4 separate regions of the Sus scrofa genome follow, and regions 2, 3 and 4 are each linked to region 1. Evidence: chromatin contacts called from public HiChIP or PLAC-seq data. All regions are on one chromosome and are shown on one strand. Each heading gives the region's core, a stretch centred on a gene start, on an enhancer-like site or on the middle of the called end of the contact. The rest is flanking DNA. Distances are from core to core; before and after follow the strand shown. Region 1 overlaps ANKRD55 (ankyrin repeat domain-containing protein 55). Region 2 has its middle 77 kb from the start of MAP3K1. Region 3 overlaps LOC106506500 (a long non-coding RNA gene). Region 4 has its middle 23 kb from the start of ANKRD55.

Region 1 (6,695 bases), core at 2,953-5,452:
AGAGTCTTCTGTAAATTATTCTTTACTGGGTCTCATCAGCCATGGATACAGTGGGATCACCATCACTACAATAATCACAATTTATCACAATTTTCAGCTCACTTTTAAGTCTCACCCAGTGGAAAGTCAACAGCATCCCACATGGGCCCTATTCTCTTGCTCCAGATTTCCATGGAAAGAGGTCTGTCACAACTGCCTCTGATCCTGCTACCTGGTCCCACAGACAATGCTGAGATCCACAGCCTGGGGCTATGACCTAGGAAGTGCATCCCAGGATGTGGCCTCTCCTAATGTGGGGGCTGCTCTCCCATGGGTCAAAGCCTGACCATGATCAAGGCAGAGCTGCAGACCAAGGCTCCCTTCCATATTTCCTGGAAGCTAAAGAGCCCTCTCCCTATAGGAGGCAATCCCCCCTTACTCCCTCCCCCCATGCAGCGAGCCTAGAGAGCAGTCACTGGCTTGACCTCTTCATCCTTCCCTCAACCCCAGGGACCCCCAAGTACTGAGCACAAACCTCACCCTTTCTGACTCTTTACCCCAAAGCAAAGAAGCTCAGGGACAGTTTCTTATGCTCCCAGCCCCATCAGTCTTTCATGCAGCCTCCAATACATCTGAGTCTAAGTTCATGTGCTTTTCCTTTCCAATCTTCCTTAGGCATCGTAAGCTCTCTGAGGACAGATGAGCTTGTGTCTTATTCATCCACAGCATGGAGAACCACAGCTATGTACTGCTTGACAAAGAATGGAAAAAAGAACAAAGATACCCACTACAGAGTTACCCTGGTGACCCAGCCAATCCAAGACAGGTAGTAGAAAGTTGTCATGTTGTTTCCAAAACAATTGTTTTTATACATGTAGGAGTTTTATTTACACAACTTACCTTGTTTCTGATCTACCCAAATCTGATACTTTCCAATTAACAACGAGAAGTTAATATTCACCAGCCATGTAGGATACAAAAAAAAAAATGTTATCAGATTCCACTGGAATGATCATTTATGTTTTCTATTCATATAATAATAATCCTCTTTTAAAAAGTCCAACCATGAACTGGGGCCCAATCAACAAGGGAGAGCCTGGTAATCAGACACCTGAGCTCTTCACCATGTTGCAATGAATGATTCTTTTCTTCCTCTGTTTGCTGGTCTTTTCTAGTCTTGCCTTCTGTTTCACAGCTTTGTTAAATATTCAGGTCAAGGTCAGAGCAAGGGACTATCTCTGGGTAGGAGGAACTGAATTTAGCCTCTCCCCAGTGAAAACATTTATCACCCAGCCAAGGGGTTTGTCTTTAGATCCCAGCAGAAAAGAGGAAAAAAAAAAAAAAAATCTCCCTTAAGATGTCAATTTTGCTTTGCTTTGCTTTGCCCCAAGCTAACCCTGTTTCAGGTTACAAGGAGGCAGATTCCTGCAGAGGGGAAAGTGCTAGACCTGAATTCTATTTCTAGCATTCACTCTGACACTCCTCCTGACCTTATCCTGGCCACTTCTTCAGTTTTGACCCACCCTCAGCCCCATTGGGACTATAAATTGCCACCCTCCACCACCTTCTCCTTACTGCAAAGCTGTGTTTAAGATTCAGGAAGATTCTCCAACATCTCAAAGCTAAGCAGTCTTTAGGAACTGCTAGTGCCAATGAGCCAAATGGGATTTCTGGGGATGAACCTCAAAAGGTTGGCTTCCTGCACTTCTAACAGGAAAAGTCTAAAACTGACCACTGAGGCATAAACACAGAGATACACAATATTCCATGGGGGAAGAACTCAACAGCTAAGTTACCTGGGAGTGTTCAAATGCTCACAAACTCTCCTTCTAAAGGGATGGCAAACCACTCTGTATCCGGACCACATTTTAGGAATTTAGTCTCATCTCCTAAGAGCCCTTTGTATCACTAGCATCCATAAATTGTTGAAGCAAAAGGTATGATCTTACTGGTAAGGGGAGAACACAGCACTCTCTTCTGGAGTGCTAGTCCCAGTGTATTTAGTGAAAAGGAAGGTGATCACGTGCCACAGTAGATGGCACTCTTCTGATACTCTGTACAAACATAATTATACATGGCACTGCAGCTGTGTCACTGGAGGCAGTGTGGCCTCCCTCAAGAAGGCACACTTTGGAGGAGGACAGCTGTAGCAAATCCTGACCCTACCTCTTACGAACTCTGTGGCCTTGAGCAATTTTTTCATGTTCCAGCCTCAGTTTTTTCTACACAACGGGGTTTACAAACGGACCTAACTCATTATATTTTGAGATAGCTGAGAAATTGCTTGTACAATGCTTAGCACATGTCAGTTACTTTATGCTGTTGGTCTATTAACAATAGTAATAAAATTAAGGTTCATGAAGAAAAATATACTCATGAATGATGAGCAAACTCATGAATGATGAGTATCTTGATAAATACTTCTGTTTCAGCACCTGTAACATGTCAGTACTGTGTTTACTTGTTTACAGACCCACTATTCTGAATCTCTTTCTTTTTTATTGTATCATGAGCTGTTGTCTAGTGACCAGTCCTACGGAATCTGTTTAGTGAATAAAAAGTAAAGTCATAAATTAATGAGAAGGAATAAACAAATAAGTGGATCTACTCTTATTAAACCAGGACAACTGTTTCTTATAGAAATATTACTAGAAAACTAGCATTTTGCTTGTTTATTATGAATTTTCCAACTTTTCCTCCTTGTCTCTCAGGAGGGCCAAGTTGCAGATTCAGAGTATTTTCCCAAGAGTTGCTTAGGTGCTAAAGGTGTTAAACACAGTCTCCAAAAAGGGGGGAGATTTTTGATAGGATGAGTCCATTTTCCAATGCTGATCTGACCAGCAGATGTGGAAGCCAGTCATTTCAGAGTGGATGAAAAGAAAGAGAGGTGATAACGGTACAAATGAGCATCTCATTATGGAATTGATAGGTCTTTCAGGAGTGTACATACTAAGCTTCCTAAAATAAGAACTGTGAGCAGGCAGAAAATGAAGCAAGTCTTGCCTGGATGCATTTTCTTGCTCCACTCACTGCAGTTGCCACTATGCCAGGTGACCCAGTTAGTTTGTAGAACATCCTCTAATCCGTCAGAATGGCAGTAGCAGATATTTTGAAAACCAAGGGAATCACCTTCAGCATTTTATCTCAAATGGGAACATATTCAAACACTTATTCAAATGAACTTGAGCTCCTACTTACAGGACCCGCTACATAATTTGCAAATCCCAGTGCGAAAAGAAAATGCACAGTCCTTTTCAAAAATGATTAAGTTTTTCAAGATTATGATGGCAGAATATTAAACTAAGCATGGGTGCCCTCTGAGCAAGGGACCCAGTGCAACCACACAGGTCATAGGCCCTTAAAATCAAGTCTAGTACCAAGGATCACCAAACCTTCGGTTGTCAGGTGGGCTGCTGCGGATTAAAACAGAAAACAGATGCTATCAACATCTCAGCGTTAGCCTTCCCTAGAACTTCCCCACTTCCTCACAGCCTCCAACAGGTAATCAGTTTCCACTCATGTTTTTTTCTCCTTCAAGTCCTCAGTCCATAAAGCAGTTGAAAATCACCTAAAAATACCCACCCCCAACACACACACACACACACACAGGATCCACAAAACCCCAAATCAACAATAAGAAAACCCCCACAGGATCTAAAGCCCTACAGAATTGCCTCCCTAGGACTTGCAGCTGCTGTTGAATGATGTGCCTGTGTGCGGCTTGAGCAAGTGGAAACATCATATACTAAAGCCATGGACGCTAAATACAAGGCTGTAAACCAAAACTCCGGTGAAAACCCTGTTAGAAGCCATGCCCGGAGTCCTGGCTTCACATAGTATGTACAAGTAAATTAATTTCCGGATAGTCCCTTAAAAACTGGCTGGGGGTGGGGAGCCCCAAACCAAAATAACAGCAAAAACCGAAATGGCTGTAATTGCAGAGAGAGAAGAGAAAAGCTGAGATGATAGGCAGCAAGGGCAGAATGTCTTTCTCGCTGGTGGATAATTTGATAAGGAACCTGGATTCTGAGCGGCCTCACAATGGCCTTTTTATCCGGCTCTCACGCACCACCAGCAGCCCTGGCTGGGAATCACGGGGGTGGCAGCCGTCCCCGGAAAACGGCGGCGCTCCGGCACAGGAAAGCCAGCTGATAAACTGATCTGCAGACAACGCTTCTTCCTTCCTGGGAAGCAGCCACAAAGGCAGCCAGCTGACCTCGGCCCAGTGCTTCCCCAGCCAGGGAGGGCAAGAGAGCAGCGGGGGGAGGAGAGGGAGTCGCTGGACAACCTCCCCTCCACCTCCCCCTACAGTTTCATTTGGCAAAAGCATCACAGGGAGTGATTCAGGCTGAGCCCACGCTAGGAAAGCTCGGCTCGGTATCTCTCCAAGTTGGGAGGACTGAACCGTCTCAGTGCCCCGCACCTCCCCCCCCCCCCCAGGACCCCTCGGCTGCTGGGCTGTAGCCCACAGCCTTTCAGGCCCCCACTGGCTTGGCCCTGGCTGGGAACGAGTTTGGTGGGGGGAGAACTGAACAAACTGGCATGGCCATCCCCCTCCCAGACCGTCCCCTGGGGTGGCCCCTCCCTAAGGCTTTTGGTCAGAGCAAAAAGAAACACAGACATTTGTGTCACCCTATTAGGCACACAGGACTCTGAATTGTGCATTAGGCGCAAAAGACTTATCATCTTTCCCCTGGCAGAGTGGCCCAGTAAATATAATTAAAAAGCTTTCAGGGTGTTCCTAAAATTTTCCCTCTAACTTCTCTGGCCACAGAGAACCTTAATAGTTAGTTTCTTCTCTCTTTCTTTCAAATCAAAACATCTTATTTTCATGTTATCATTTTTAAAAAGACAATTAGAAAAATTGGCAGGATGTCAGGTGGCGGATTCTGAGATGCTCCAGGCACTCCCCAGGAAGCCATGTTTTCAGGAAAGTTGACCCAGCAGCTGGTCCCTGCTGCTGTTAGATGTGAGCTTTCACTTTTTTGCTCCCCGCCAAACTTGGATTTCAATCTTAAGGGAGGCCTGAAAAGAGCTGCCTATGAAGGAAGAGGTCTGGAAAGGGGATTCCACAAGAGAGCAGAAATCCAGGGGAAGGGGAGTTAGCTCTGTGAACTTGGGGACCTCTGCCTGCTGGCTGGGGAACAGGTGGCCTCCAGGCCACTAGGCTGCAGGTGGAGCCATCAGCTGGGAGCCAGGATGTCCTTGATCTGCTTTCCAAGTTGTACATGACTCCCACAAAGGAAAGAAGGGTGGAGGGAGTCAAATCTGCTGTTTGTACATCCTGGTACGAGACACTGTCCATGGTCAGTTCACTGATCCCTTCTCCAGAGGTCTCCAAGGAGCCCATGTCTCTTAATCCTGGACTCCACGTTCCCATCTCCCATACATCTCTTACTCAGTATACTGCCATTAACAACACAGCCAGAGCTATGAGCCTCTGGCTTGAGCTCCAGAAGAAATTTCTTCCAGCTTAGCACCTACAGAGAAGAGCTTTGGAGAGCTGGATGAGGTATTCCATGGCTAAGGGCACAAAGTCCCCTAAGTTGACGCTTCTATAAATACTGCTCTATTCTGTAGTTTCCTGGTGGCTTAGCAGGTTAAGGATCTGGTGTTGCTGCTGCTGTGGCTCTGGTCACTGCTGTGACGTGAGTTCAAGCCCTGGCCGAGGAACTTCTGCATGCTGTGGGGGTGGCCAAAAGAAAACAAAAACAAACAAACAAACCAAAAACAAAAAACATTGCTCTATTCTAAGGAACAAAGCTGGTTCTTGACCTAGAGGAACAAAGAAGTTGCTGGAAAGACCCTTTGTGCCCTGTGAGGGTTTGGAAACCTAAATATATTAGCCCTGCTGAGTAAGGCTTCTGTGACCTAGCAGGACCTGCCCTTTAGTCATCCCAAAGATTCCCAGTCAAGTCTTAGGATGCCCTCAACCTCCCACAAAATTTCCCATACCTTGAAGTTTTGGTGGAATTCCCATCAAAGAAAGAGATATGAGGGCAGAAAGCAGTAGTTACCTTCGGCCTAAAATGAACTACTTAGGGTTTTTATATTCAGCTATCCACTACGGGGCATTGTTTACCACAATGCTTCAGGAAAATGAAAAGTAGCCCCCTTTTAGGAGTAAATTGAGGATATGTTTGAGATCTAGTTATTCTTTTTATAGTTTTGGATAATATAGAAAAGAATATGAACAATGGCGACTATTTTCAGAGGAAGGAGGCTCTGCATTCACCAGGTCACAAATTTTACAGTCTATTCTTGATAACAGTATCTTTGCAAAGACATCTAGGTAAACTTCAATCATTCTCTAATACTCATTTAATAAGCTCTCACAGGTACCTGTTGAGAAAGCTGTTCTGATTCTGTCTATTACTCTGTCTCCATACTCAATAGAAAAAATCCCTGAGAAGAACAAGCTTGGGCATCCCAACCCCATTCACAGTTAATACCTCATCCAGAATCCTTTGTCTCTGTCTTATTAGATTGCAGACCTGCCCCCGACCCCTGAGGGTTTGCTCTGTCTCCTGCTTCTGCTCTGTCCTTACTCCTCAGGTCTAATGGCAGACATGGGAGTTTTCATGGCCCTGACCCTCCATAATCTTCCTCAAATCTTACTCTTCTAGCTACTACAATAACTTCCTTGCCCCGCCGACTCACCTCTATGGCAGGTGCTCCTAAAAAGCCTAATCTACCCTGCTCCCCAAGAGGGATTT
Region 2 (6,695 bases), core at 2,623-5,122, 250 kb after region 1:
CCCTGGGAGGCGGGGGTGGGGAGGTTAGTAGGTGAGCCCTCCCTGACCAGGCAGACTCCACTCCCATCCCAGATCAGATCCGTAGCGCTTTCTTCAACTGTCTTTGAAGCGAGCAGATGCTCCCAGATCTCAAAGATGCCCTTCTGAGTTAGCTATGAAATTAGGCAATTATCCAAATGTCCAGGAAGGCCTCAGATCAATCAAGGCGACACTAATGCGAATCCAAGAGTCAGACAGTGAACTTTGAAAAAATGAATCTGTCTTTGTTTCGCTTTGGCTCTGAGCTTGTGGGGAAACTCCGTAAGCAGAAGCTTGTGTGGCCCTGGCCAAGTAGAAGGGTGAGCAGGGGCTGGGAGGGAGGAAGTGTGCTCTGTCTGCGCAGGGCAGCTTGGTGGGGCTCACCATGCAGTCCCCGAATCTCTGCAGACTCAGCCTCGGTCACTGTGAGATTGGACGTGGCGAGGTCCTCCTGCAGTGACTGCCACTCTCTCCTCTGCCTTCACCTTCCTGACATAATGCTTTCCTCCCCGCCCTCCCTGGGGAGACAGCCCAACAAGATGCACTGCCCACTCTGTGTGACCTCCGGAACTGTGGGACCCTTCTGCCTTACCACCCAGAAAGTCTCTTTTCTCCTCCCGAGCTGGGGCCAGCTCCTACACCAGGCTCTCAGCATGGAATCCAGCCACCTGGAAAGTCTCCTTTTCACATTTCCAATTACTGATGTACTCCTACTCCCCAAACCCCACTTCAGTCCTGTCTTTGTTGTCAATCCTTCCCTCACCCACCAGCATTTCCTGGACACTTCTAGAACCTTCCCTTGTCATGCATGGCTTTGACATGTCCTGCTGCTCCCATTTTACAGTCCTTTCACAAAAACATGGCGTATCTCCTTAAGAGCATCATAAAGTCCTGCCTGTGCTTCCTTGTATCTCCTGACCCTGGTACAGTTCTTTGTAAAAATATGTTCATTACAACCTGTCAGGCCTGTCCACTCACAAAGACCTCCCGCCACTAACAAAAGTATCAATTGCCTCAATGCCTCCACTTCCTCTCTAATTCATGTGTGTTTGTCATTATGTCGCACCAAACAGTCCCTCTTCTGGATTCCCTCAAAGTCCTGTGCTTTATATCCCACAGGCCTCCTGTTCAGCCAAGCCTCGTGTTGGGATGGGCAACCAGTTCAATAACTGAATCTCGGGCCTGTGCCATTTTCACTCCTTGTAAGGCAGTCAAAGGTCTTTGCACAATCAGGCCCTCCGTCTGTTCCTCTGTAGAGAGCAACAATAGGGTGTGGTTGGGAGAAAAGTAGAGACCCAGCCAAACAAATGTCCCCTGGAAAAGCCACTCATACAGCTAGAACAAACAGATAGGGCCACTCCACTAGCCCTCAGGAGAACTCTGCACCAATGTAAGGCTGTGGAGATACACACAGGAACATCATCCAGTGCTGTCTATCCAGGAACCACCACCAAACATTTCATGGCCGGTAGTGGTAGGGGGGGTCAAAAAAACAGAGACAACAGAAATTACAGATGTGATCCCTGGAAAGCACCATGAGTATTTGGAAAGCAGAACCTTGCTGAGGGGGCTCAGGAATGTCCTAGTGGACTGGTAGCCTGTGACAAACAGCAAAAGAGAAATAAGAGGGCTCAGTGCTCAAAGGCTCAGCTCCTTTCTCCCCCAGGAGACAGGGCCAAAAATACTGCCCTCGGATGCACGCAAGACTTGCCTTTGCCAGGTTCTGTGCTGACCCTGGGCACTAAACAAAGTGCTCTGAATCCTTCCCCTCGGCCCTCTGCCCTCAGCTCCTCTTTTGTTTCCTTCAGACCCATCCGGCATTACAGAGAAGGAAGAGCTTTAGATTCAGTCGAGGTGGTGGTAGTGGTGGGGGCTTTGCAATTAAACTGCTAATTAAGGAAATACCAACCTGAAGAAGCTAATTTGCACTGACCTATTTAAAATATCTAGCAGCAGATCAGGCATGAATTGAGGTACGGCCCTTTTATGCGTCAGCCAACTGGCTTGCTTTCAGAGCAGTGGCTATCAATAATTCCATGCTGAGGACCATCTGATAGGAAATCAACCGCTGGCCCCTGGAATGCCAGCATTCCCCACCGCTCTGTTTTCCCAGTTGTCAGCTCTGTTTATAAATTGTCCATTTATAGCAAATCCAGCACCTGCTATGAACACCTCATCCTGCCAAGTGTTGGAGTGCATCTCAGAAAGAGCCACTATAGACTTCTTCAATTCCTTTTAACCTTCTCCCAGTCCCAGAGTTTGAATATTTGCATAGGAATTCTGAGGGAGGACACACTCTATACAGAAAAGGCTAGATAGTCTATTAAAAGTTAACATTTTGCTGAGAGAGGGAGGGAGCGCAAATCATCATTCTCTTGGGAGACACAAACGCTCTTTCTGAACAAGTCTGACATTGGGACACATTTAAAATAACCCCTAAAAAATTCCGCAGGGTAAAAATGCTCTGGAAAAAAAAGTTAAGGGAGGCTTTCTTTTTAACTCCATTATGTAGCTTTTTAGCTCACTGTCACTACAGCCACTTAGCAGATAATGCTGCCTGCTGCTCAAACCCATTATGTAAAATATATTTAAAGACACCTTCTCCAGTACTGGAAACCCACTACTGTGACCTAGACTAGGGGCTTTTTCCTTGTCAGTTATCCATTTGCAAAGTGCCTAGAATTAATTCTCCAAATGCCACCCCTCCCCCTCAATCCCAAAATGTTCTGTTCGTTTTGCTCTTTGCAAAACAAAATAAAACCAATGGCACAAGGAGAATATTCATGGGGTGTGGGTTCATGGTTTCTAGAGGGTTGTGAAGGTCAAACCAGATGCAGATGCATGTGGATAACCTTGGGGGTGGTGGGGAGACCCGCCTGATTCTTCAGTTTACAACTTGCCAGGATAATCCTCTTCAAGCATAAGATTGTCACCCTTTTAAAGCCCTGAGAGGGACCCTGCTGAAGACCACGTGGGCAGAGGCAGCTGGGCTGCAGGGCAGCATTCTTGGGCCCCAGCTCTGCCTTCAGCCAAGTGGGCGGCCCCATATTTTTATGGGAGGACTAAATACTTCTTTAAAAATTAAAAAAAAAAAAAAGAAAGTTGGGTTTTATGGACATAAAAGACAACTCGTGCAAGGTTGTTATTATTCGTGGGCCAGCAGAGTTGGGTGGGTGGTCATGAAATCAGGAAAAACAGAAGTGACTTGAGAAATAGAGGGCATGAAACTAAACACCCATGAAATTAGAAATGCTGCTTTGACATAATGTGTTTTCCTTTCCACAGGTCAGGGTCCTCAGCATTACAGAGCACTCCAAAAACTTGCAGTTTTTGTTGTAGTCCGTGTAAATTAAGCTAATCTTAGATTACAGAGGCATCAGTTCTTTCTTTCCCAAATGGGATTGTGCTTAATCAATTCCATGTTACTCCAATGCAAATCATCCTTGCTTACTTTTTGGTCGTTCTGGGGCTGTTTCCCCAACCTGGATTCTCTCACTCATCACAGAAGTCAAGCCCCTGTTACTGGAGATGATCTCTGAGATGCCCCTGTTAGAGAAAGGAATGTGCAAATTAGGAGACTACAAATCAGTTTGAAAACTCAATGACTCCTTCCCATAAATCTATGTCCTTAATATTAAAAATCATTTGGAGGTGCTGAAAAGAAAGAGAACTGATCTCTAACAGAAAACAGCAGCCCTACTCTCTTTGGGGGCACAGACTAGTAGTCGAGAGGGGTAAGGCAGATCTAAATCCACGTTCTGCTACCAAAAATAGAAAAGAGGAAACCTTTGAAGCCAAAGAAGGCCTAAGAATATCCGTCAGCAAAGAGCTAGAGCGACATGGACAGGAAGCAATGCTCAAGTGGCAGTTTTGTGCTGCCTTTTTTTTTTTTTTTTTTTTTTTTTCCTCTTCGTAGCTTTCACAATCATCCTGTTAAAAAGATAGCTTTCAAAGACTTCCCTTCAACACAGATGCGGGCCCTCACAGTCAGCCTTTCTGCAGCAGCTCAGGGGTCTGGCGCTCCCCCGCGCTTCCAGGCAGCCCTTGGCTTTGGTGTTCTTCCCCCTGCCACGGATCACTTCAATCTGTTTAAGGCTGAACAGCCAACTCTTCATAGACCACGTTCCACCGAGAGCCCTCAGTAGGAAATGGTTGGCTGAGCAAACATTTGTTTCCTGTTTTGCTCTTGATAATTTTACATTTCAGCTCAACCTAGCTTTCCCCTTTTATAGTTATGAAAATCAACACATTGAGCCAGTGAAGTTTGTTTTCCCTCATGCATTTTGAATGATGCTATTAAGAATACATGTGAATAGATCTTATAAAAGATATTGGAGTTAGAAGTGGTTCCTTGGAAACAAGAAGGTGAGGGAGCTTCGGAATGGCCTGTGGACAGCTGGAGAGGCATAGATGTTAAGAGGGTGACCAGACAGAGAAAAATAGGGTATGGGGGAGAACACAGATAAGAAAAGACATTGAGAGGCCAGTAGAGCCTCTGTTAGCCATGCAACTTTATACAAATTAGGAAGAAGTACCCCTTTTTCTGAATACACACAAACTTGAGAGGGCACATGGTTAGATATCAGGCCTTCACTCTTCCTTTTGGCGAGGTGCCATTCTGCAAGGCAGAGCCCCACATACTATATGCGGGGCTTGGGAAAAATGTGTGCAAGAGACTGAAAGTTCCAAATGGGGAAATTTAGCAGAACCGGCCAAGAAAAAAAAAAAAAAAAAAAAAAAAAACAAGAGTCACGGATGTTTCTGGTAGCATACAGGAAATCCTGTTTTGAATCATAGATCTTTGCTAACTGAGGGTTGGCAAAACTGATTTCTCCAAACTAGCTTTATCAAAACATCCCAGTGGAGTGTATCATCCTTTATCGTGTTTCATATGATACATGTATTGTTCATTTTTATGGGAGCTTTGTGTTCAGCACATTGAGTGGATAACTTGTAGGCTTTATATAATTTATGTCTGTCAGGAATGACAATCCCTGACTAGGCACAAATGGCTGTGACTAGTTATAATCTGAGCCCGAATCTGAAAACATTTGAACTTCAGAGGATGCACAGTTGGGGATTCTTAACTGCCTTTCTAACTCTTGAATATTTTATTGAAATAACTCATTAAAATTCAGTTAAACGAAAAAATATAATAACCTCCAATCCTCAAACAGATTATTTTTCCAAGGTCATGGTCCCAATTTGTAATATAATCCCTTATCAATCTGTCCAGTTAAATCCATGAATTGCCTCATAGTTAGCAAAATTGAAGAGGGCAAAAAACAAAATCTCACAGAAAATAGAGAAGCAAAAGATGAAACAGAACATGATATTTCTTACCTAAAACATAATCAATATGTAATAAGCGTACAACTCTCACTCAGGACCTGGGCACTCTCACTAGTGGGAACCATTAAGGCTTATGCGACAGCTCACAGATTTTACAGTTGAAAACAACTGTTCCATTCACCATCTTGTAAAATCCTCAAACAGTCCCTGGAGGTAAGTATGTTTTTGTCATTGCCTTTCGGTAGGTGAGAAAACTGCAAAATAGAGAGAAGCTGAGAGACTTGCCCAAGGCCATCGAAATAGTAAATGACAGAACCAGGCTTCAAGGCCAGGCTTCTGGCTCAAACCAGTGATCTTGCTAATATACCGGCTCTCTAGCTCAAACAGTTCAGAGATATCTCCTGATGGCCTCTGCATCCTGGGCAGGTTGAAAAATATTCAACCTGGGCTGAAAAATATTCAACCTGATGGCGGATGGGATCGGCAATGATGTATTCTAGCAACTTTAGTGACTTAGCTTTTGAATACGTATTTATTTATACTTTCCAAAGATTTTAGTCTGATGTTTATACGTAAAACTATAGTCTCTGTTGCAGTTGACCCAGGGTGTAACAGTCAAAGGATTTAGTCAAATCTGTGGAATTATAAAAGCCAATAACAATAGTATTAAAAATCATGGTTTAAATAGGTTTTTTGTTTTTTAAAAAGTGTTTTAAATTTAGTTGTTTTAATAAAAATTATAGGACTTCCAATGGTGGCTCAGCAGTTAACAAACCCAACTAGGATCCAGGAGGATGCAGGTTCAATCCCTGGCCTCGCTTAGTGGGTCAAGATCCACCATTGCCATGAGCTGTGGTGTAGGTTGCAGACATGTCTCGGCGCTGGCATTGCTGTGGCTGTGGTGTAGGCTGGCAGCTGTAGGTCCGATTCAACCCCTAGCCTGGGAACTTCCGTATGCCATAGATGCAGCCCTAAGAATCAAAAATATTAATAATAATAGTAAAAATTATATATTTTAAGGCATACAAGGTAATTTTTTATATATGCTTACATTGTGAAATGATTACCACAATCAAACTAATCCACATATCAAGGGTAACCTCCAATAGTTACCTTTTTGGGGTGTGTGTGTATGTTGAGAACCCTTGAGATCTACTCTTAGCAACTTTCAAGTATATAATGCGTTATTATTAACAACAGTCACCATGCTATATGTTGGAAGATGAGTAAGTTCTGGAAACCCAAGTGAAAGTTTGTACCCTTCAATCCCTATCTCCCTTTTTCCCCACTTCCCAGCCTCTACTAACTTAGCATTCTAGTCTCTACACAGGCCAGGTTCTGTTTGGTTTTGTTTTGGTTGTCTTCCGCTGGTTTGGAATGTTAGG
Region 3 (6,695 bases), core at 1,890-4,389, 170 kb after region 1:
TCTTAACCTGATGAACCACAGTGGGAACTCCAAAAGAAGTTTCTTTGCACTGCTCTTTTTTATGATTCCAGAGAAATCCTAGTGCAATGCTACCATCCTAGTGAATCTGTAGCTGAGCTGTATCTCACCCTCTCCTTGAAGACCTTCTTGGTGTTCTTCCTCCCATCATGAGGTATTATACTCAGGCCATCATACAGGAAAAGACTGCTGAATGTGCCTACCAAACAAATAAATAAATAAATCAAATTTCATATGGCAAATAAAGAGTGCATCATAAACAAAGTCAAAAGACAAATTAAAAACTGGAGAAAAGTCCTAGCAACATATCTGACTGACAAAGGTATAGTTTCTTTCTTTCTTTCTTTCTTTTTTTTTTTTTTTGACTTTTGCCTTTTCTAGGGCTGCTCCCATGGCATATGGAGGTTCCCAGGCTAGGGGTCTAATCGGAGCTGTAGCCACTGGCCTACACCAGAGCCACAGCAAAGTGGGAGCCCAGCCGCGTCTGCAACCTACACCACATCTCCATATGCCACGGGAAGCGGCCCTAGAAAAGGCAAAAGGTCAAAAAAAAAAAAAAAAAAAGGAAAAGAAAAAAAAAAGACCATTCAATATTGAAAAGATAAAAATCAAAACAAGTTACTGCTTTTTCCTACCAGATTGGAAAATACTAAAGGTTTGGTCATCCCCAGGGTTGGTAAGCATAAGGAGAAACAGGGGTCACATACTGCTGATGGGAATTCTTAGCAATATAGTTTTGTCTTTTTTTTTTTTTTCAGGGCTGCACCCGCAGCACATGGAGGTTCCCAGGCTAGAGGTCCAATTGGAGATGTTGCTGCCAGCCTATGCCAGAGCCATAGCAACACCAGATCTGAGCTGCGTCTGCAACCTACACCACAGCTCACGGCAACACCGGATCCCCAACCCACTGAATGAGGCCAGGGATTGAACCCACAACCTCATGGTTTCCAGTTGGATTCGTTTCCTCTGTGCCACGACAGGAGCTCCGTAATATAGTTTTCTGCAAATAAATTTAGCAGCATCTAGCAAAATTTTTAAAATGTGCATAAACTTTGATGCAGAAATTGCACCGAGAGATACATTCTATTGATATAAAAGCACACAGATACATGTACAAAGATGGAAACTCTGTCAATGAAATGTTATTTGCAATTCAAAACCCAAAAAGAATGTGCATGTATATGCTATTACATTGATTTTAAAAATTCGGAGAGGACATTAAAGACATTGGTAAAGGTAGATGTCCTAGTTTGCTTGGGCTTCTATAACAAAATACTCAGGTGGCTTATAGCAACAAAAAGTTATTGCTCACAGTTCTGGAGGCCAGAGGTCTAAGATCAAGGCACCAGCATGGTTACCTTCTGCATGGTGAGGGTCACCATCCTGCTTCATAGCTGGCACCTGCTTGCAATGTCTTCACATGGTGAAGGGGTTAGAGGTCTCTTGTTTACAAGGGCACTGCCCTCATGACCTAAACACCTTTCAAAGGCTTACCTTCTAATACCATCACCTTTGAGGGTTAGGATTTCAGTAAGTGAATTGGGGGTGGGGGGGTGGAACAAATATTCAGTGGGATTGGAGACAAAGAAAGAGAGGATTTTATTTTTTATCTAAAAATATTCTGTTTGTCTTGATTTTTTACCAAGTATGTTTTTTAAACATAGATTTTTAAATCAATAAATAAACAAACTAAACTCTGGCTATACCTGCTGTGCTGCTTGCTAACATTTCTCTGGTGCCCAAGAACTCCCCAAGATAAACACAAGATTCACCTAACCAGTCGCAACTGACAATCCTTCAAACAGACAAAACCTTTGATATAGAGCTGTTATATTGATATATATAAACATACCAATTCAGAGGAAATCTCCATATCAGAATAGTTGAGAAGACAAAAATTTAATCTTTTGAAGGTCCCAGTGACTCACTAAAAAAGAGTTGAAAAAGCCTGATTGCAGGGCAATAACGTGGAATTTTGGAATAAGCAGCCACTAGGCTCCACCCTGCTTCCTTGAGATGTGGACTAGTTTGGGTGCAGCTGGGAGCAGATCAGCAGGGAGGTGGGTGGGCGCGGGGCACCAGCTGATCTGGCACCAACAGGCCCCTCTCTCTTGGCTGTACCCAGTGTGGGGAAGAGACGAGGAGGATTAGAATCCTTCCTGTGATATGATTCCAACCATATAATGCTCTGGAAAAGGCAAAACTATAGAGACAGTAAAAAGATCAGTATAGGTAGGGATGAATAGGGGGAACACGGAGGATTTTTAGGGCAGTGAAACTACTCTGTGTGATACTGTAATGCTGGATTCATGTCATTATACATTTGTACAGAATCTACAACAGCAGAAGTGAACTTAATGTAAACTGTGGACTGTGGGTAATTATGATGTGTCGATAGAGGCTCATCAATTCTAACAAATGTACCGCTCTGGTGGAGGATGTTGATAATGGGGGAGGCTATGTAGATGGGGGTGGTAGCCAGGGGATATATAAGAAATCTCTGTACCTTCCTCTCAAAAAACAAACAAAAATGTTTTATGAGATAAGAGATAATGCTTAATATATGTTTATTAGATGCTAAGTGAAAGCAAATCCTGCCCCAGGTTTGTTATTGCATCCACTGGGAGGAAGGACAGTGCAGTGTGCTCCTCTCTCACCTGCACTTTTATATTTGGGGGATGAATGGGGGGGCTTTCATTTTTCACTTGGAATTTTACAAGAATACCTTCATGGATTGCTTCTTTAAAATAAAACTGCAGCTACCTCATGGCCCAGTGGGTTAAGGATCCAGTGTTGTCGCTGCTGTGACTCTGGTTACAGCTGTGGCTCGGGTTCAATCCCTAGCCTGGGAACTTCCACATGCTGTGGGTACAGCCTATAAAGAAATAACCTTGCAATATTATATTCGTTAATCCTCTGACTTCAGTTATAAACCAGATGCCTGCTCAAGCCTTTTTACTCTCTTGGATTTGTTAACCTTGACCTAAACCCCCTTCCGGAGGCCTGAGATAGGTCCATCCTCTCCCCACGACTGTCCTGCCTCCATCCCACAGTCTCCTCTTTGCCTGTGCCCGGCTGCTTCCTGAGCAGTGTCTGGGTGGAGCTCTGCAGCAGGATGTTCTCAGACTCCACCCCCTTTTCTGTCCTCACAGGAAACCCCAGGCATTTCATTTCGCAAGGTTAGTAGCTCTCTGGGGCCTTACTTAGGTCAGGTCACAGCAGGCTCTCCACAGTCTTCAGCCCCGTTTTCAGTGGGGGAATGGAGTCTACATTCTCTCACTGCAAGCCTTCCTCAGTCCCCCTTAGGAACTCTGATGAATCTATCTCCTTCCCTCTAAACACAAAGTAATTCTAGCTGGCTTAAACCTAAGGAGAAATATGTTATGCAGGTATAGGGGGGCTCAGGGAATTCAGATGGACTGTAAGAACTGAAAGTCTGGAGTTCCCATCGTGGCGCAGTGGTTAACGAATCCATCTAGGAACCATGAGGTTGCGGGTTCGATCCCTGCCCTTGCTTAGTGGGTTAAGGATCTGGCGTTGCCGTGACCTGTGGTGTAGGTTGCAGACGTGGCTCGGATCCCGCGTTGCTGTGGCTCTGGTGCAGGCCGGCGGCTATAGTTCCGATTAGACCCCTAGCCTGGGAACCTCCATATGCCACGGGAGCGGCCCAAGAAATGACATAAAAGACAAAAAAATAAAATAAGATAAAAATATTTATTAAAAAAAAAAGAACTGAAAGTCTTAGCAGGATCATCTCTGTGTCTCCTCTCTGCTTATTCATCTGAATTCTTCTCTCTTTGCAATCTGTCTTCTCTGCTTCTCCGTCCACATGGGAAGACGTGGCTGCGCCTTAGTAACCAAGAGACCAGCCGCTAAACAAACTGGCTCCCTCAGAATCCCAATCCCAAATTCCTGGGAAAGAGTGTCAGTTTGGCTCTTGTCTAATTATCTCCAGACAGAAGGGAGACGGTCTGACAGCAGTAGGTCACAGGAAAAGGGCGTGCGTGGTTCATGGCTAGGCACCTTTGGGTGTACTGCCATCTTAGAAAATACACAAGTAATATTCCTCCTAGCATTTGAGATTTGGTTAGATTTTCAAAAAGGGATTTGTTCTGATTTGTTTCATTTTTACTTAAATGAAACAAAGCACAGACTTTGAGACCAGACCTATTTGCTTTTAAGTATTTGCTTAGTCACTTAATATCTGAGCAATGTTGAGAAAGTCACTAAACCTCTCTGGTCCTTAATGTCCTTGACTGTAAAATGAAGATGGTGACTCATTCAGAGGGGGGTTGTGAGTGGGAGATAATGTCTTTTATCTGAAGCATCCACTTCACAGTGGGTTCTCAGTAAATGTTGATTCTCTTCTTCCTTTTAGGCTTTGGATGGTGTGAGTGTAATCCTTCTTACAACATCATCTGGCCATGTCACTGCCTTACTTAAAGTCTTTCTCAGAATAAAGTCCTGTCTCCTTAAGATAATATAAAAAACCCGTGGAAGATCTGTTCTCCACACTATTCTCTCCCCATCACAACCACGCCCAGTCATACTTGCAGTTCCCAGCACCCACCATACCCTCTCCTTCCCTGTTCCTCTTCCCACCCACACTCCAAACCTTGTCTGCCTAATGTCTACTCCTTCTTGGGGACTTCTGCCTCGGGAAAATCTTCCTGGGCTGTCACTTCCACCCACAACACTGTACTAAGAGTCCTTCCATGTGCTCCTGAGCGGAAGCTTTCCTTAGCTTCCCTGGGAATCAGCCTGCCCAGCTTGAACATTTCTAGGACTTTTGCACTGTTCTATTTCGAATTTCTAGACAGTTCTACCACTTTCATCCAAACTGGCAATAGAGCTGAAAATGCCTCCCCAGAACTTCCACCCAGTAGTCTTGGCTTTTACCCTGGAACAACCCTCATATTCCTGGAAGCTTGAGTCAATTACCCTCTCCCCAACTTCCCCAAATCTATCTCTCTATCCCCTTCACTGGACCTCAGGACAGGGGTTCAGAGAACATTCATCACACCATAACATCCTCTAGTTTGTCCCTGTTCTTCTCAAAGCCTGGGGCTCAAGTGTGAGTCTAGCCACCACCTCTCTGTAATGGATCCTATAAACGTAAGCAGCCTCAAACTGAGTCACTCAGGTGAGTAAACAACCTATATCCTGTAGAGCTTCCAGTCAACCACACCCCTTCCAAGTCCTTATCATATGACCTGCCGTCATGCCAAGTCTCATCTACCCCCACTCCCAGATACAGGCAAGTAACAGGAGTTACACAACAAGCCAAGGGCAGAGACCATGAGATACCTCAAGATTTATGATCTCTAGGAATTCCCATTGTGGCTCAGCGGAAATGAATCTGACTAGGAACCATGAGGTTTTGGGTTTGATCCTGGGTCTCGCTCAGTGGGTTGAGGATCTGGTATTGCCTTGAGCTGTGGTGTAGGTAGCAGATGCAGCTTGGATCCTGCATTGCTGTGGCTGTGGTGAAGGCCAGCAGTTGTAGCTCAGATTCAACCCTAGTCTGGGAACCTCCATATGCCACAGGTGCAACCCTAAAAAGCAAAAAAAAAAAAAAAAAAAAAAAAAAGATTAATGAGGGTCAGCAATTCATCTGTCCCCAATTCTTTGAACTGGTGGCCTTCTATGTGTTGATAACAATAAGTGTGGTTGCAGCTTACTAAGGATCTGCTCCATGACAGGCTCTGGCATAAGACATATACATGCATTTTCTCATTTAACCCTCACAGCAAGGACTTTACAGTTGAGGAAGCTGAAGTTCAGAGAGATTTAGAAATGCAAATAATAGCTCAATAGAATGAAGGTTTAGGTTAAACAACAAAGCAATATAGTCTATCAAATATGGCAGCCACAGATTCCTATATTTCTCCCCTATTACTAGGAGTTTCCTAATTTTATCTTTTTGTCTTTTTTTTTTTTTTGCCATTTCTTGGGCCGCTCCCTCGGCATATGGAGGCTCCCAGGCTAGGGGTCTAATCGGAGCTATAGCCACCGGCCTACTCCAGAGCCACAGCAATGCAGGATTCGAGCCGCGTCTGCGACCTACACCACAGGTCACGGCAACGCCGGATCTTTAACCCACTGAGCAAGGGCAGGGATTGAACCTGCAATCTCATGGTTCCTAGTCGGATTTGTTAACCACTGCGCCATGATGGGAACTCCGAGTTTCCTAATTTTAAACCCTTAGGACCCAAACTTGACTTCATTTAAACACAGGAGGCTATGGACTCATGTCAATTAGATGATGCTTGAGGGTCCAAACGAACAGGCCAGCTCTCAGCTATTCATCTTCTCAAGTGTACAGGTACCTTCTTACAAGATGTGTAGGAATGTAGGTACCTTCTTACAAGATGTGTTTTGCCTCACTCATTCATCCCTTTTATTAACCTGAATGTGGTAGAAGAACAAATTTTGCAGACCAGCAAAGCTTCTATGGACATTTTCTGTCTTTCTTACATTTATATAATAAGGCTGCTTCTCTGATTAATTTGATTATCTCCAGCCTATCTGATGTCAGAGCTGCGAGTTATCGTAAACTCTTGTTGGTTTAATTAACACAACTCCAAAATTTCCTTAGATTCAATTTTTAAAAGGCAATAATGACATATAAAAGTTAGAGTGAATCCACAAAATGGGAAACTTGTCTTGGTTGTGTT
Region 4 (6,695 bases), core at 2,897-5,396, 140 kb after region 1:
TTTTAAATCTATTTGGACTACCAATCTTTCCTTTAGTACTTGAAGAGACTGAATAAACATTCCACTTAAAAGCATGCATTTTAAATGCTGATTACCTGTTGAAAGTTAAGAGACCATAAGGATAAGGGTCAAGATAAGACTAAAATGAAAATCCGAGTGAAATTCAATACCTGTTTCTTTATAGGGAATAGTGCGAAGCTAGGTTGATTGAACTGAATGATAGAGCAACAGTCAACAGAAAAATCAATTGAGATGCACTGTACACCTATTTAAAGGAAATATAGCCCATTAAAAAGTCCTATACAGCAGAGCTCACAGTCCTAAAACAGATGGGGAAAGGGCAGCTCCTCAGAAATCTAGAGGTAGAGGGCTCTGACTCCTGGGTGGGTTTCACCAATGTGGATGCACCTGTTTCATGAGTCCCCACTTGGAGAACACTGATGAGTCACAAAGAGTTCGTCAGGCCCCCGCTTGACCACCCGAGACGAGTCATCCCCTAATATCTTCTGACTGTGCACAAGGGCAGTGACTCCCACCACTCCAACAACTTTTACATGGAGAAGAGACTCAGTGAGAAAAACTATGACATCTCACAGCTCCCCATTTAGTCCTGGCATCCTTCTCCCAAGGGGCTCACTACAATCAGAATCCACATCAGCAACTACCCAGATTTGCATTGTTTCACCCCTTCCCTGCACCATCTGGGTTAGAATTAGTGGTGGGAGAAGTGTCAATGAAGGATTTGGTTCTAAGAGTTGAAACCATAGGAAAATGTTTTTTTGTTGTTGTTGTTGTTTTGGTTTTTTTTTGTCTTTTTTCTTTTTAGGGTCATATCAGGTTAGGGGTTGAGTTGAAGCTGCAGCTGCAACCGTCCATGCCACAGCCACAGCAATACGGGATCCTTAACCCAATGAGCAAGGCCAGGGATTGAATTTGCATCTTCATGGATACTAGTCTGGTTCTTTACCGCTGAGCCACAACAGCAACTACGAAAAATGGTTTTTTACATATATTTTCATCTATTGGGAGGAGCATCAACGGAAGAACACTGGGAGGCAAAATAGCTCAGTCAAGAGGCTGGAGACCAATAGCCAGTTCAAATTCAACAGCAAAGCATAACAGCTCTGCATCCTTGAGCAAAGTTCTTTGACTCTAGGTGCCTATTTCCTTACTTGTAAATTAAAATGATAATATTAGTCCTATCTCATAACAATAGTGAGCATTAGGTGAGTTTATACTTGAAAAGTACTTTGGCAAGTACTGAACCCATAATAAACACTCACTAAATAGAACCCATGAAGGCTGCTGCAATTGCTGCTATTTATTTCTTCTTCATCATCATCATCATCAGCCAGCTCTTCCCTAATTTACAAACTTGAAGCAATGTCTATTGTCTATCAATTGAAGATAAATATCTACCCTACCACTTGTGTCCCCAGTGTCTGAATAAATCTTTCAAATTTTCTCTACATGTATCTTGATTTAGAAGTCTATTCTGTAGAACTCTTAAGCCAAATATTTCTTGAATTCTAGTCTATGCAGCTCCTCTGATACCTCAGAAATTCAAGGGATTCAGGATAAGAAGTTTCTATTTATTAGATATTGAACACACCATAAGAAAAGCATAAGCCGAATTAATCAATTCAGTGCTTTTCTCTTCTCCATTTACAGAGACTCTGGTAAAGTTTGTTAGGTTTTAAAAATCCAGAAATTGAGCACTTTTACTATACTTTCCCTCCTGTTATTCCACCAAGCTAAGGTTACTTTGTGTCAACTGATGTATAAGAAAAACAGGTCGCTCTTCTTTCATTCTTGCCTTCTCCAGTTGATCCAACATCCAGTCTGAACAGTATCAGTGGTCTAACTCTCATTAATTTTCAATAGTAGTTTAATACTCAAACTGGTTTAATACTCCATAATACTAATACTGGTCTAATGCCCAAATACTGAATCAGCATAAACAATGAGGTAAAACACTGGTCATGATGGGCTACATAACCTGCAGGGCTCAGTACAAAATGAAAATTTTGGGCCCCTTATTAAGAAAGCATTAGGAATTACAAGGTGGTGATGACAGAGCATCAATAAAATCTAAGTGCTGTCTGCACAGGTCCTATGTCCATGAAGCCAGCCCGATCCTGGTCACAGAGCGGTCACCATCAGCACTACCACTCTGGCTCAATACTCCTAAAACTTCCCACATCTCTTGCTTCAATCCAGCTTCCTGCTCAAGACAAGAAAATCAATTGCCATCATCCTCCACTAGAGTCTCACACGCTATTCACTTCATCTGCAGTGTCCTGTCATGCAGACTCCAGTGTCTTCAAAGCTCTGCACAATGCAATTTAGAAGGAGCATGGCAAGGGCAGAGGGGGCTACCTTCCCTGCTTATGTCAGGGTATGAGGTGTAAGGTGAGATAAGGATGTAGCAAAGGAAGGGAAGATGCTCTGGGTGAAGGCTTCAGGTGCTGCCATCATCCCAGTTTTCTCCCTATTTATTTGCACTTCTCAGTGCCCAGAAGATTTAGTTCTGGTGTGTACAGTCCCTAACAAGCTGGCAACATGTGGCCGTGGCTGCTGTTTTGTTTTCACAAGCCTAGCTGCATTTTCCCCATTTCCCTACCATTGAGACCTCAATGTGCAAAGAAAGACTAGGCTTGAAGTCAGAGCCTTGATTCCTCATCTTGACCCTCACTAGCTGTGTGTCCCCAGAAAAGTCACTTAACCTCTCCAAGCTTCAATTTCCTCACCTGCAAAAATGAGATAATGAACATGTCCCTGTATACCTCACAGGATTACAACAATCCTCAAATAAGATATGTTATGTGAGTGAAGCAGGCTCTGTGCCTCATTCTCTCTTCCTTACGCTCATCTCTCTAAACACAGCACAGTGTAAGTAAATGTTGAATGAGTAAATAAAAACCCCAAACAACTGTAACATAAACAAATCAATTTTGTGAGGGTTAAAACCCATTAACTTCCATTTTTTATTCCCATATCAAAAGGTTACCAAGTACCTTTGAGAGTATTAGAATATTCCATCATTAACACAAATAATGGTTCCTCTTTTCTTCCCCTGGGTTTCAGAACTGTAATATGAGTACAGTCACTTTAAAAATCTTTCCTGTTTTCCACTCTCTCTAATTACATGGTATCAGGAGCCAAAAGATAGACCATGAGATCCTGATGTTGCTACAACTTGCAAGTGACGCAAATTATCATTAGCAAACTGCATCTGAAACTGAGTTTAAGCACTTCACCCAAAATGATCCCAGGAGAAACATCTCACTCTAATGACAGTAAAGGCTAGGTTCACAGCTTAAGGAACAAAACAGGGTGACAAACCTGTAAATGTTTTAAAAGCACTCATTATTAATACAGCAGATTGTAGGGAGACTAAATCAACTGCTCTTATCTGTAATGATCTTTTTAAAAAAGAAAAATCAAAAACTGCTACCAATGCATTTCTCATGTGCTGAAAACTCCAGGCTAAATTGCTTGCAAGACATAAGCCCTTCAATGCATTCAAAGAAATAGTCTCTGCAATTATCACTAATTAACCAGCCCTAACAGTTGGGAGCCAGTTGGAGAGATTTACACTTGAATGTAAATGAGGGAGGAGGGAGCTGGGGAATGGGTTGGGGAACATATTTGTTTTGTTTTGATTTCTTTCCAGACATATTTCAGTTTACATAAATATTTGAAGGTTGGATCAGACAGAATTTACAGCACAATGCTATTAGGAATGTCTTTATAAAAACTTTGATATGGTCTAAATTTGTTTCAAGAAGGAGGGGCAGGGGTGGGAGCAGGAGCCTTTTTCAATATTTAACTTAATGCCCTGACTAGCACCTCAAACCACTTAATAAATCACAGGTACCTCTGACTTAGAACAAGTGAGCAGTGTTTCCACGGTTTCAATTTTAGCTATAGATTTCAGAAGGAACAGACACTGCCTGGAGAGCTTGCCAACTTTCTGGCTTAAGCACTGGCTTGTGACCTTCAGTTGACCTTGGGTTCTGGGATTTGAGGGTTAAAGTAGTCTTTGGCATTTGAGCCTGTTTTGGTTATTTTTTTTCTCCGAAAGTGTTTAGAGAAATAAGAGAGGGCCCCACCCTATGCAACAGGGCAAGCTATTTCCTGTAAGAGCAAGAGTTTGTAGCTATCTCAGTGGTTTGTGAAAAACACTTCTTCAGGAGAGGAGCTCTTTCTCAAAGGGTCTGTTTCTGTTCTGTTTCTCTTTGAGCATCTAATTTTGCAAAAATTTTTTTTTAGAATTAGCACATTCTCCTGCCTGAAGACAGATAAAGCAAAGGCAATGCATGAAAGGCCAGTCTGTGTGTTCTCAAGGTGAGAGTTGGGCCGCAACAGGAATCTGACAGGTTGAATCAAACAAAAACCCTCACCTCTCTGAACATGAGTTTGCTTAGTTCACAGTTTTTCTTCCTGTAGGTGGATGGCTGAGGGGCAGATGGACTATGGGAACCTTTAACTAAACAATCATGTCTTTAATGAATGCACATTTTTGTTGAGCCTGATGTTTGATTAAGGGTATACCATGAAATGTATTAGCCTATTTCTTAGTGAAGCAGGAAAGCCTTCATGGAGAATTTTTATTGTTTATATTCAATGAAAGGAAAAGTCTGACTCGAAGTACTCAGATTTAATCTCTCTCCGAATTAAAATGGTTCTATTATGCTGTAACCGCTGGTGCTGCTAGGAAAGGTGAATCCAGGATTTTTGCCCAGCCATGGAATCCCTTTATTCAAGGGAGCTATGCATGTGGCCACGAACAGCCAAACATGCCTAGTTTATTGGCAGCTGACCTCAGTGTAAGGAGAGTTTATTTTCCTTTAGGAACCCACAGTTGAATAATGTTCTGGTGCCCTAGCTGTTTCATAACTCTCTGTGTAATTAAGCAGTTGGCATGACCTTCCAAGGCAAGATAATAATAGGAGTTAAGCAAAGGCAGGGCTTGTATACAAGGACACTTGGGACTGCTCAAGCTCACAAATAAAAGCCTTCAAGTAAGTACAAAACTGTCTTTCAAATTCAAAGCATTTTCCCAGTGTAGTGACAGCCCCTTCAACCACCTACACACACCCTGCATGGAACATGGCGAAATTGTCTATAACTGAAGAGCAGCAAGGAGGTTAAGTTGCGGGGGAGGGGAGACAGGTGCTGGCTATCATTTTTCATATGCCACCTCCACTGTCCAAATGAATTTAAGGAGGAATACCAAAGCCAGTCATTTGCAAAAGGTAAATCACTTTAGACCGCCCAAAGTAAGCTGGTTAGGGAAAAGAAATTATAATTTAAACAAACAAGCAAACAAACAAACATGGTCAAAAACACAAATTACACGGCCACTGAACACCAAGTGGTTTAAAACCAAGAACCAATAGCATAGATGTGCGTCCTTCCCGGAACCCTGAGCCCCACGTCCCCTGACAGTGTCCCCTAACTCGATAAGCAGGCAACAGCTAGGTGGAGGTAGCAAATACTCTCCAAAAATGGCTCCCCTTCCTACACACACATGCTGCTTCTCCCATCAATTGGTGCATTCCACTTCTCTATTTGAATCTCAGCTGGCTTTAGTAACGAGATGGACAATAAATATGGCAGAAACAAAGCTGTATGACTTTTGAGGCTAGTTCATTAGAGCCTAGCAGTATCCCCTGGGTCTTAGGGAACACTCATTGGTGGAATGCTTCCTCCTGAAACCAGCCTCCACACTAAGAGAAGCCCAAACCTCACAGGAAGTCACATGTGAGCATTCTGGCAGACAACCCCAGCTGGACTTCCAACAAATAGCCAGTAGCAGCTACTGACCACAGCGGAGAGCAACGATGAATGGGTAGCGCCAGCCAATATCTACCTGAAAGACCCCCCAAGCCAGAATTGCCCGGCTGAGCCCAGTTAACCCACACATATGTATTTAAAATATATACTATATATGTACTATATACTAGATATATACTATATATATATGCAGTAAAACAAAATGATACCCTTCCCATGCCCCCTCCACTATGCTCTGACCTTTGATGCCCCTGTGGTGTTTCTCTTTCTGGCCTATCCTCTCACTGCCCTCAAGATAATCTTATACTGAATAAGCATTAAACCATTCCTTTGGTTTTCTTTATAGTTTATAGTTATCACATGTGCATTTTCCTAAACAATATATAATGTAATGTTAAATTATATGTACATAATTATGTACTATATAATAAAATTTTCCTTTATCATTAGTATCTTTTTTGTATATGAAATCTTCCCCTATTCTGAAACCATAGAGATAGTCTCTATTTTTACTGAAAGCTTTTAAATTCTGACTTTCAATTTTTGAGTTATGAATCTGTTACAGGCTTGAAGTTCACTTGAAAGAGATTAAACCCAAAAGCCTCTGGCCGTGTCGCACTGTAATGTCCCTTCCCCCACCTTGACCAGCCTGGGCTGCTCATTCCCTGCTAGAGAAGGAATGTCGCTCATTCCTCACCCCTCCTCTCTATATAACCTGTTCCCCCATAAGATATCCTGCCTCAAACCAATTAGATCAAACTGGGTCTTCACTCAGTCAGCATTCTGGGGTATAAAGACTATTGCAGGCCCTCTTTTTAATCTGCATGCACGTGAGTCTTCTCTCCCTCTCTGAAAATGAACTTCGGCTTCACATCTATAAAAAGTCCACCATT

The links. HiChIP or PLAC-seq counts read pairs in DNA pulled down with a chosen protein or histone mark.
Region 2: an H3K27ac HiChIP or PLAC-seq map of alveolar macrophages shows a contact between it and region 1. The contact joins two enhancer-like sites. A contact is called at or near these places in 3 of 47 Hi-C or Micro-C datasets (alveolar macrophages, embryonic fibroblasts and liver) and 2 of 2 datasets of contacts at active chromatin or transcription factors (alveolar macrophages and skeletal muscle).
Region 3: a contact with region 1 is called in an H3K27ac HiChIP or PLAC-seq map of alveolar macrophages. The contact joins two enhancer-like sites. A contact is called at or near these places in 2 of 2 datasets of contacts at active chromatin or transcription factors (alveolar macrophages and skeletal muscle).
Region 4: an H3K27ac HiChIP or PLAC-seq map of alveolar macrophages shows a contact between it and region 1. The contact joins two enhancer-like sites. A contact is called at or near these places in 2 of 2 datasets of contacts at active chromatin or transcription factors (alveolar macrophages and skeletal muscle).

The regions. Positions count from the first base shown.
Region 1 is chr16:35,537,734-35,544,428 of Sscrofa11.1, forward strand. The region is part of intron 2 of ANKRD55 (ankyrin repeat domain-containing protein 55); the gene reads right to left. Among named protein-coding and RNA genes, the nearest start is that of ANKRD55, 120 kb to the right of the region's middle. Within about 2 kb of position 4,203, at least 41 of the 83 cell types and tissues checked have an H3K27ac peak or open chromatin away from gene starts, as enhancers often do. A contact at or near this core is called in alveolar macrophages, liver and skeletal muscle, where this site is marked.
Region 2 is chr16:35,791,924-35,798,618 of Sscrofa11.1, forward strand. No RefSeq gene overlaps it. Among named protein-coding and RNA genes, the nearest start is that of MAP3K1, 77 kb to the right of the region's middle. Within about 2 kb of position 3,873, at least 34 of the 83 cell types and tissues checked have an H3K27ac peak or open chromatin away from gene starts, as enhancers often do. A contact at or near this core is called in alveolar macrophages, liver and skeletal muscle, where this site is marked.
Region 3 is chr16:35,705,127-35,711,821 of Sscrofa11.1, forward strand. LOC106506500 (a long non-coding RNA gene) reads right to left here. Exons shown (of 6, transcript XR_002339583.1): 2 at 129-217. Among named protein-coding and RNA genes, the nearest start is that of ANKRD55, 49 kb to the left of the region's middle. Within about 2 kb of position 3,140, at least 19 of the 83 cell types and tissues checked have an H3K27ac peak or open chromatin away from gene starts, as enhancers often do. A contact at or near this core is called in alveolar macrophages, where this site is marked.
Region 4 is chr16:35,679,330-35,686,024 of Sscrofa11.1, forward strand. No RefSeq gene overlaps it. Among named protein-coding and RNA genes, the nearest start is that of ANKRD55, 23 kb to the left of the region's middle. Within about 2 kb of position 4,147, at least 25 of the 83 cell types and tissues checked have an H3K27ac peak or open chromatin away from gene starts, as enhancers often do. A contact at or near this core is called in alveolar macrophages, where this site is marked.